2 separate regions of the Triticum aestivum genome follow, and region 1 is linked to region 2. The links are chromatin contacts, called in public Hi-C maps. All regions are on one chromosome and are shown on one strand. The core of a region is the stretch at or near the end of the contact, and the rest is flanking DNA. Distances in the headings are between cores, read along the strand shown.

Evidence for each region. Hi-C and Micro-C count contacts between places; a contact is called where the count stands out from the background.
Region 1: a contact with region 2 is called in a Hi-C map of leaf, with 4 times the contacts expected there. The contact joins the promoter of LOC123092456 here to the promoter of LOC123092455 in region 2. A contact is called at or near these places in 2 of 5 Hi-C or Micro-C datasets (both in leaf).

Annotation. Positions count from the first base shown.
Region 1 is chr4B:417,581,803-417,585,389 of IWGSC CS RefSeq v2.1, forward strand. It overlaps LOC123092456 (phosphoinositide phosphatase SAC8), which reads left to right and starts at 1,689. Exons shown (of 16, transcript XM_044514239.1): 1 at 1,689-3,587.
Region 2 is chr4B:417,430,341-417,433,829 of IWGSC CS RefSeq v2.1, forward strand. It overlaps LOC123092455, which reads right to left and starts at 1,689. Exons shown (of 11, transcript XR_006444602.1): 1 at 1,462-1,689; 2 at 1-556.

The DNA.
Region 1 (3,587 bases), core at 439-2,938, 150 kb after region 2:
GCTCCACTGCCGCTCAACTCGCTGCCCTCCCCTGTTTTCCAGCGGCTGTATGAAGCGGCAGTACCGCCTATCGGCGGTAATACCGCCCTAGTGCATGTACTTCCTCTCCCTCGGTCCTAGTTGCCCTTTTGCCTGCTTGCCACAGCGGTACTACCGCTCCAGCAACGGTAGTACCGCCTAGATGCGGGCTGCGGGCTGCATAACGGTTGGATGTGTCCCCCACTATATAAAGGGGTCTTCTTCTCCAAGAAGACTCACCTCTTCCATCCCCAAATTTCATTGTTGCTCCAAGCTTCATTTTCGCCCGATCTCTCTCTCCCTAGCCAATCAAACTTGTTGATTCTCTAGGGATTGGTTGAGAAGACCCCGATGAGCGTGATGACCGCATCTTCGACCAAGGATTTGATTATCAAGATGAAAATATTGAGCCCCTGCAACAAGAACCGGCCACGTTTGAACAGTTTGCCCAATTTCATCATGAAATGCATGATTCGCACACTCATTTGGATCTTCAAAATGACTTGATTGAGCACGTGTGGAGTCACATTGACAACCAATAAATGTATCGGTTCATTCAAGACAATTTCAATATGGTTGTAAAACTATTTTATTTAGAGACAATTTTGACTGGGTTGTAAAACTATTTTTATTTGAACATGCAAACTTGTTTTGAATATTAAAATATGATTATATGGACATTTTTGACCGTGACAGACAGGATGAGGCCGCGCGCTGGGCGCACGGCCACCGCATTTAAGGACAGGCCCAGACACGATCCTATTGCCCTATCTAAACGGACAGAATCCGCATAAAACGGACGTTCGTTTGGGTCGTGCGCTGCAGTTGGCCTAATGATCTCTCTTCATTTATGATTGAAAGTTTGTTGTACCACCCGTAGTGGGCTATTTGAACCAGATCCGACTCGGTACGAAAGCACCCACGAGCTTTGGGGAATCCGAACCGGGGCCCGCCGCAACAGAAACAGAGACAGGAACGGGTCGCGCACACCCGCCCGCAGTCTCCACCTCCGAAGAGGAAAAAGACCGAGTCACACCGAAGCCGCCAGGCGCCCCGCGAAACGCCTGGTAGTGGCAGCTCGCGTCCCGCGGGTCCCTTTCCGTCAGCTACCCCTGGCCCCACTGAGTAAATCCGAGGCTGGCCCACACGCAGTGCCACGTGAGTCATCACCCCTCCTGTCCTGTCCCCCGCTCTCTCTCTCCTCTCTCCCCGTTTCGGATCCGGCGAGAGACCAGTCCAGCCCAGCCCAGAGCCAAGCCCAAGCCCGCACGCCGATGGCGACCGACGCCGACGAGGCCCCGTTGCTCGCCGACGAGCCCCTGCGGCCGGGATCCTGCAGCCGGGAGCTCGAGCTGCGGGAGTTCCGCGACCGCTACGTCTTCCGCTCGCTCGACGGCGGCGGCGCCTTCGCCGTCGCCCGCTCCGACGGCTCCCTCCGCCCCCTCTCCCCAGGTCACGCCCGCCCTAGACCGTCGGCAGCTTCCCGGCGGCGCATTTCCAGTGGGCTCACTCCTGGATTTGATTGGTGTCGCGTGTTCGGCTCGTGAGTGGGTGTTTTGCTTACCTGTTCGTTTGCTCGCGTGCAGAGGAAGCCGCAGCCGGGAGCGACTGTAAGGTCTCCAAGATATACGGAGTGGCCGGTATGATCAGGTTGCTCGCCGGTGAGTCAAACTGTCAACATTTGCCCGTGCCGTCAGCTCGCCGAAACAATTAAAAGAACTATCCCCAGAACTGAACCCTTCTCTGAAATGTGTTCAGAAAGCTCCTTTCATTCATATATTACTAGTAGCTAAACTACATTTTTTTTTTCGATTTTTTGTTCCAAACATTGAGCAACCCGGCCAGCTATCTCATCAAAAGCTCAAACGGGCAGAAACAGGTGGAAGGAATCAATTCTAAAGTTTGCTTGAAACGGGCCCGGCATGTCCAAACTTTGCTTTCAATAAAGGAGAAACACTCAAACCTAAAGAAAGATTCGTGTTTAGCTTCTGTTGAGGAGAGACTCGAACCTATGCAAACAAGATCAAAATAATGACAACTTATGCAGCTCTAGGACTAACACTCTCCATTATAAATTATAGTAAATGACGGGCTAACCAGAAAGAAGAGAAACATGCTAGAAAAATCACAGAAAAAAAGAAAAGCAACCAACCATAAATCTCTGTTATCATTAAATTTCACTACAGTGTGATTTCACATATTGGATGCTTGGACCATCTGGCATAGTATCTGTACCTCTGCATATTGAAAAGCTTCCCTGGAAAGACATGTTGAAAATGTACCACCCTCTCAAAAGCAAACACACTAAAAAGCTTGCTGCACCAGTTAGAGATCAAATTTAAACTCTGCTTTCAAGTTTTCGATATAAGAAAGACTCAAACCTAAAGAAAGGTTCGTGTTTAGCTTTTGTTAAGGAGAGACTCAAACCTACACAAACAAGATCAAAGAAGATGACAATGTATGCACACTAGGACTAATTTTCCTGAACATGTAGATCAACCTAAACCGAGATATATTGGGAGTAATATTTTAGAAAAACATGGTCATGAAACTCATGCCCTAGAGTTGTGTTATGATCGCTGTTTACATCGCCATCTATCATATGAATTATACATAGCCATTGAACATCTGTTATGTGTTACATGCACTTCGAGATTGAAATCCGTGCCTCACAGAAGGAACCGATTGACAGTCTATATTGCTTGTATCTTGGTATATATCACAACTAATGAAAATTATGCTAGAATTCTCAGAAAAAAATGGCACTCCCATAATTTACTGACACTTGCTATGATTGAATAAAACCTTCTTAAAGTTTGTAGCTATTTAAACTCAACTGATAAGAAGTATATTTGATCACCTATTCTGATAAAAACTAAAAGTACATAAAGGTCATCTAGAAAAAATGATACTCCCTCCATTCCACAATGTAGTGCCTATAGATTTTTGTGAAAGTCAAACTTTGCCAACTTTGACCAAGTGTATAGAGAAAATTGTCTACATCTACAATACCAAACATGTACATTATGAAAATATAACTCACGATGTATCCAATGATGTGCATTTGGTATTCTAGATGTACCTACTTTTCTCTATAAACATGGTCAAAGTTTGTAATGTTTGACTTTTGTAAAAATCTATAGGCACTACATTATGGAACGGATGGAGCATTAGCTAGAAAATCCCACAAAAGCCAAAACATCCCACGGTTGATCTATTTCATTGTTAAAAGTAAATTCTCTGTTCTAATATAATATCGCGCATAAATGGTGCCAATTCCCAATTTTAACTTTAACTCCACATAATGATGTAATACAGTGTTTTAACAGTATGATGATACATCCCCATGTGAGTTAAGGTGGCGTTTGGTTCGATGGCGAGGCTGGGTTGGCTAAGGATATCCTCAACCAGGTGGTTAGGGATAACCACTTTTCGTTGTTTGATTGGGTGGGATTGGATTGGTTGAATATCCATGTTTTGTTGTTTGGTTGAAAGGGTGAGGAGAGGTGGCTAGGGATAGTTATTTGTGTGTTTAACTTTGACATGCCAAGTTTGAAAAATAGAAATAC
Region 2 (3,489 bases), core at 439-2,938:
ACGTATTGTCTTCTGTCGTCAAGGAAAGATTTGACCTCAGGTCATACCATATCTGCCTGACTGATACAGGTAAACCATCTTTCTCTTCATGTGACAACAGCATTTGGAGAAACAACCAGGTTCCTCGTGGTTTCCATGTTCCAGTAACTTCATCCCAGTCCTGAGTACGGCGTAGCTGATCGACTGCCATAATGCGTTCATCGCCTTCATCAGGAAAAAAGACCTTCCTCTCCATGGAGCCTTCAGCGTGATCAGCAATGACACCTTCCCAATAGGATCCTTCCACTAGTGCATCAACCCACAGTCCATAGCTTGCATCAGATACCTGCAGCGGTTGATGTGGATGCACCGGTCTTACTTTTCCACGAGTGGATCCCCGAGCCGCACTTGACTTGCCATCGATAGCATCTGACACCTCAACTTGCTCAACAAGAGGTGACCCGCTACCACTGTCATCAACAAAATCAATGTATCTTACAGAGCGGAAGTTGTCCAAAATTTCAATGACAACAGCCTGATGCCATGATCCGCATAGCCCTGGATCAAAACTAATGACCTGCAGAAGAGAAATATATCAGTGAATCTACTCCCATTCACAAGTATGAGAGTTTTTGTAGTGAGATTGCAAAAAAGAAAGGATAGCAACATTTCCAACACGCATCAGTGGTGGTGATAAATGATAACAATGAAGCCGTGGGGAGGAGATTTTATAGATGATGCCATTGGTTGACCATGGTTCATGGACAAGTAAACTCATTAGGTGCGAGCGAAACAGAGACGACTGGCTCACTTCCTATTTTTCTTTTGTGTTCCTACTAAACCAATACAATGCTACACATTCCAAGCACTAGCACTCAACAATGAAGGGTAATTGTGTGTGCGCAAGACAGCAAAACAATCAAGAAAAATGCTACTGCAAAGTGACACTTGGATGAGAGGCCAATAATAACATTCAGTCAGTCGAGTACCAACCAAGAACCCATGATTCCAAACAATTTTCCACAAGGGTACCAACAAAGCAAAGATCTTTTACCATGTCACTGCATCAGGTAGATGAGATGCAAGCAAAATAACTCGGCAGACTAATTAGGCGACAGGCAGACATGCAAGCGCAACCATGCACTGACTAATGCCATTGTTTGACAAGAACTTCATCGCAGATTAACCCAAACATGCTATTTCTGCCGACAGTCTTAGATCGTTTAGATGGATGCCAACTCAATCGCTCCCAGCTGCACACGATTATCGCGCAAAACAACAATCACCGGCGCGTTCTACCGGAACTAACCACATTAGCACAAGTCATCTGATGAAGGTGCAGTGGGCCTCTGTTCAGAGCCAACCACACTAGACTAGACTACAGGGGAAACACGGGAAGTCAAACCCAGGCGAGCCAGCCGCGCGGGAGCAATGCGTAGCCCGCCCGGCGATGACGGCGGTGCGGATTTCGACGGCGCTGACCTCGACGTGCTCGCCTGGAAGAAGCTTCCGCTCCCCCGCGGCGGCGACAGGGGACGGCTCGCGCCTCCGCTTCACGGCCCCCCGCGGCATTGCGGCGCCGCGAGCGGCGACGGATGGCCTCGGATTGGAGAGCCGGGCCGCGGCGGCGGCGGCGGAGGTGGTTGGGGGAGGGGGAGGAGGCGGAATCCAGGGGGGCGGGGCGGAGGTGGATACAGGGGAGGAGGAGGGGACGGGTTTAATGGAGAGGTTATTTTTACAGCACTCGGCCGGTGCTGCTAGTAGTATTGAGTAATTAACGCCGGCGTTAATCGCCCGGTAATTCACTTAGGGTAAGAAAATCCGCCCTTGATCTGCTATTTGAGTCTCGGCAATTAATGAGGTTCGTGAGAATGTAATACTTGCCAGAAAACAAAGTGGTGGTTTTGGTTGTAGGTCAGCGGTAGTAGTGATTCCGTTTCCTTCCGTTTTGGCAGGTAGATGAGGACCTTTACTGTGTTTTGATCTCGGGAGTAAAAATTGAGATATTTGGGAATGCATTGCATGTGATGTTTACTGCGGCCTTGCAAGGGTTTAAGGTCGCCCCGTCCGTCCTTGCGTTTCCACTTGTCTTTGTCCCGCCACTGCGGCAAGGGCGTGTGAATGGCCGTGATGGAGCTCACAAGATCTCAAATTGTTGTTAACTCCTTAAAATATCTCATAATCAAATTAGTGTTAAGCAATAATATAGGCCGTGGGTAGGCGTGAGACACAGCCAATATAGCATCTGCCTTGGGAGAAAAGAAAAGAAATGAGCTGCGCACAGCTCGGAGCGAACAGTACCTGATCTTAGCTGCAGCCTTGTCTTTACTTGGAGAATCGCTAAAGATATGCAGGTGTGCAACACGTGAGTGCGCCCACCGCTGCTGTGAACCCCTAAATGGTGAAGGACCGTCCTTTTTTTTTGGACAGAGAGAGAGAGGAAGGAGAAGGACCACCACCTTGACCATCCCATCTCTGTCTGGGCTCGAACGGGCATCATATCAGCTCGCTCCTCTCTGTCTACGACGAATTGCCAATGTGGCCATGAACTTCATCGGGGAACATGGCGAAAGAGAATAAAAGAAGTCATTTTTTTCTAAAACAGAAGAGGAAACATTGAGCACCATGCGGGAGCCAAGACTCGAACGCGGTCGGGCTGGCCGCACACTCACACGTTGCTTTTTTATCAAATGGTGAAAGAGAATAAAAAATATATTTTTTAAATAGAAGAGGCAACCTTGAGGACCATGCATGAGCAAAGACTCGAACCCAGGTAGGCGGGCTGGCTGCACATTCGCACGATGCTCTCTTACCACATGGTGAAAGAGAACAAAAAAGAAGTTTTTTATTAATATAAGAGGCTACCTTGTTTGAAAGAGAATAAAAATACCATTATTTTTTAATAGAAGAGGCAACCTTGAGCACCATGCATAAGCCAGGACTCGAACGGGGGAGGGGGGGCTGGCTGCACACTCGCACGATGCTCTATTATCACATGGTGAAAGAGAATAAAAAAGGTATTTTATTAATATATATAAGAGGCAACCTTGAGCATCACACAGGAGCCAAGACTCGAACGCGGACGGGCAGGCTAGCTGCACACTCGTGTGATGCTCTCTTATCATTACATGGTAAAAGAGAATTGGTTCACACTATATGTGATCCAAAGTATATGTCTTTTTAGGGTTTTCTTTACTCAAACATTTCTCACTTTGACCATCTACAAAGAAAAAATGTTAATATATAGAATATCAAAATGATACTTCTAGATCTTAAAAAAATATTAGTAGATTTATCATAAAATACATACTTCTATAATGTATGGTTACTTTCAGTTGAGGCGTCATACTTATAACACAACCTAGACAAAGCACCATCTTCACAGCAATAACATGCGCTAAAAAAACTTTCATTTTGGGTCAAGCTTTTTCATTTGCTATACTAATTAAGTGCTTCTAGTTCCACGATTCTTTTGCCGCACATATAATGCAAGACAAGTGTTCAATGATT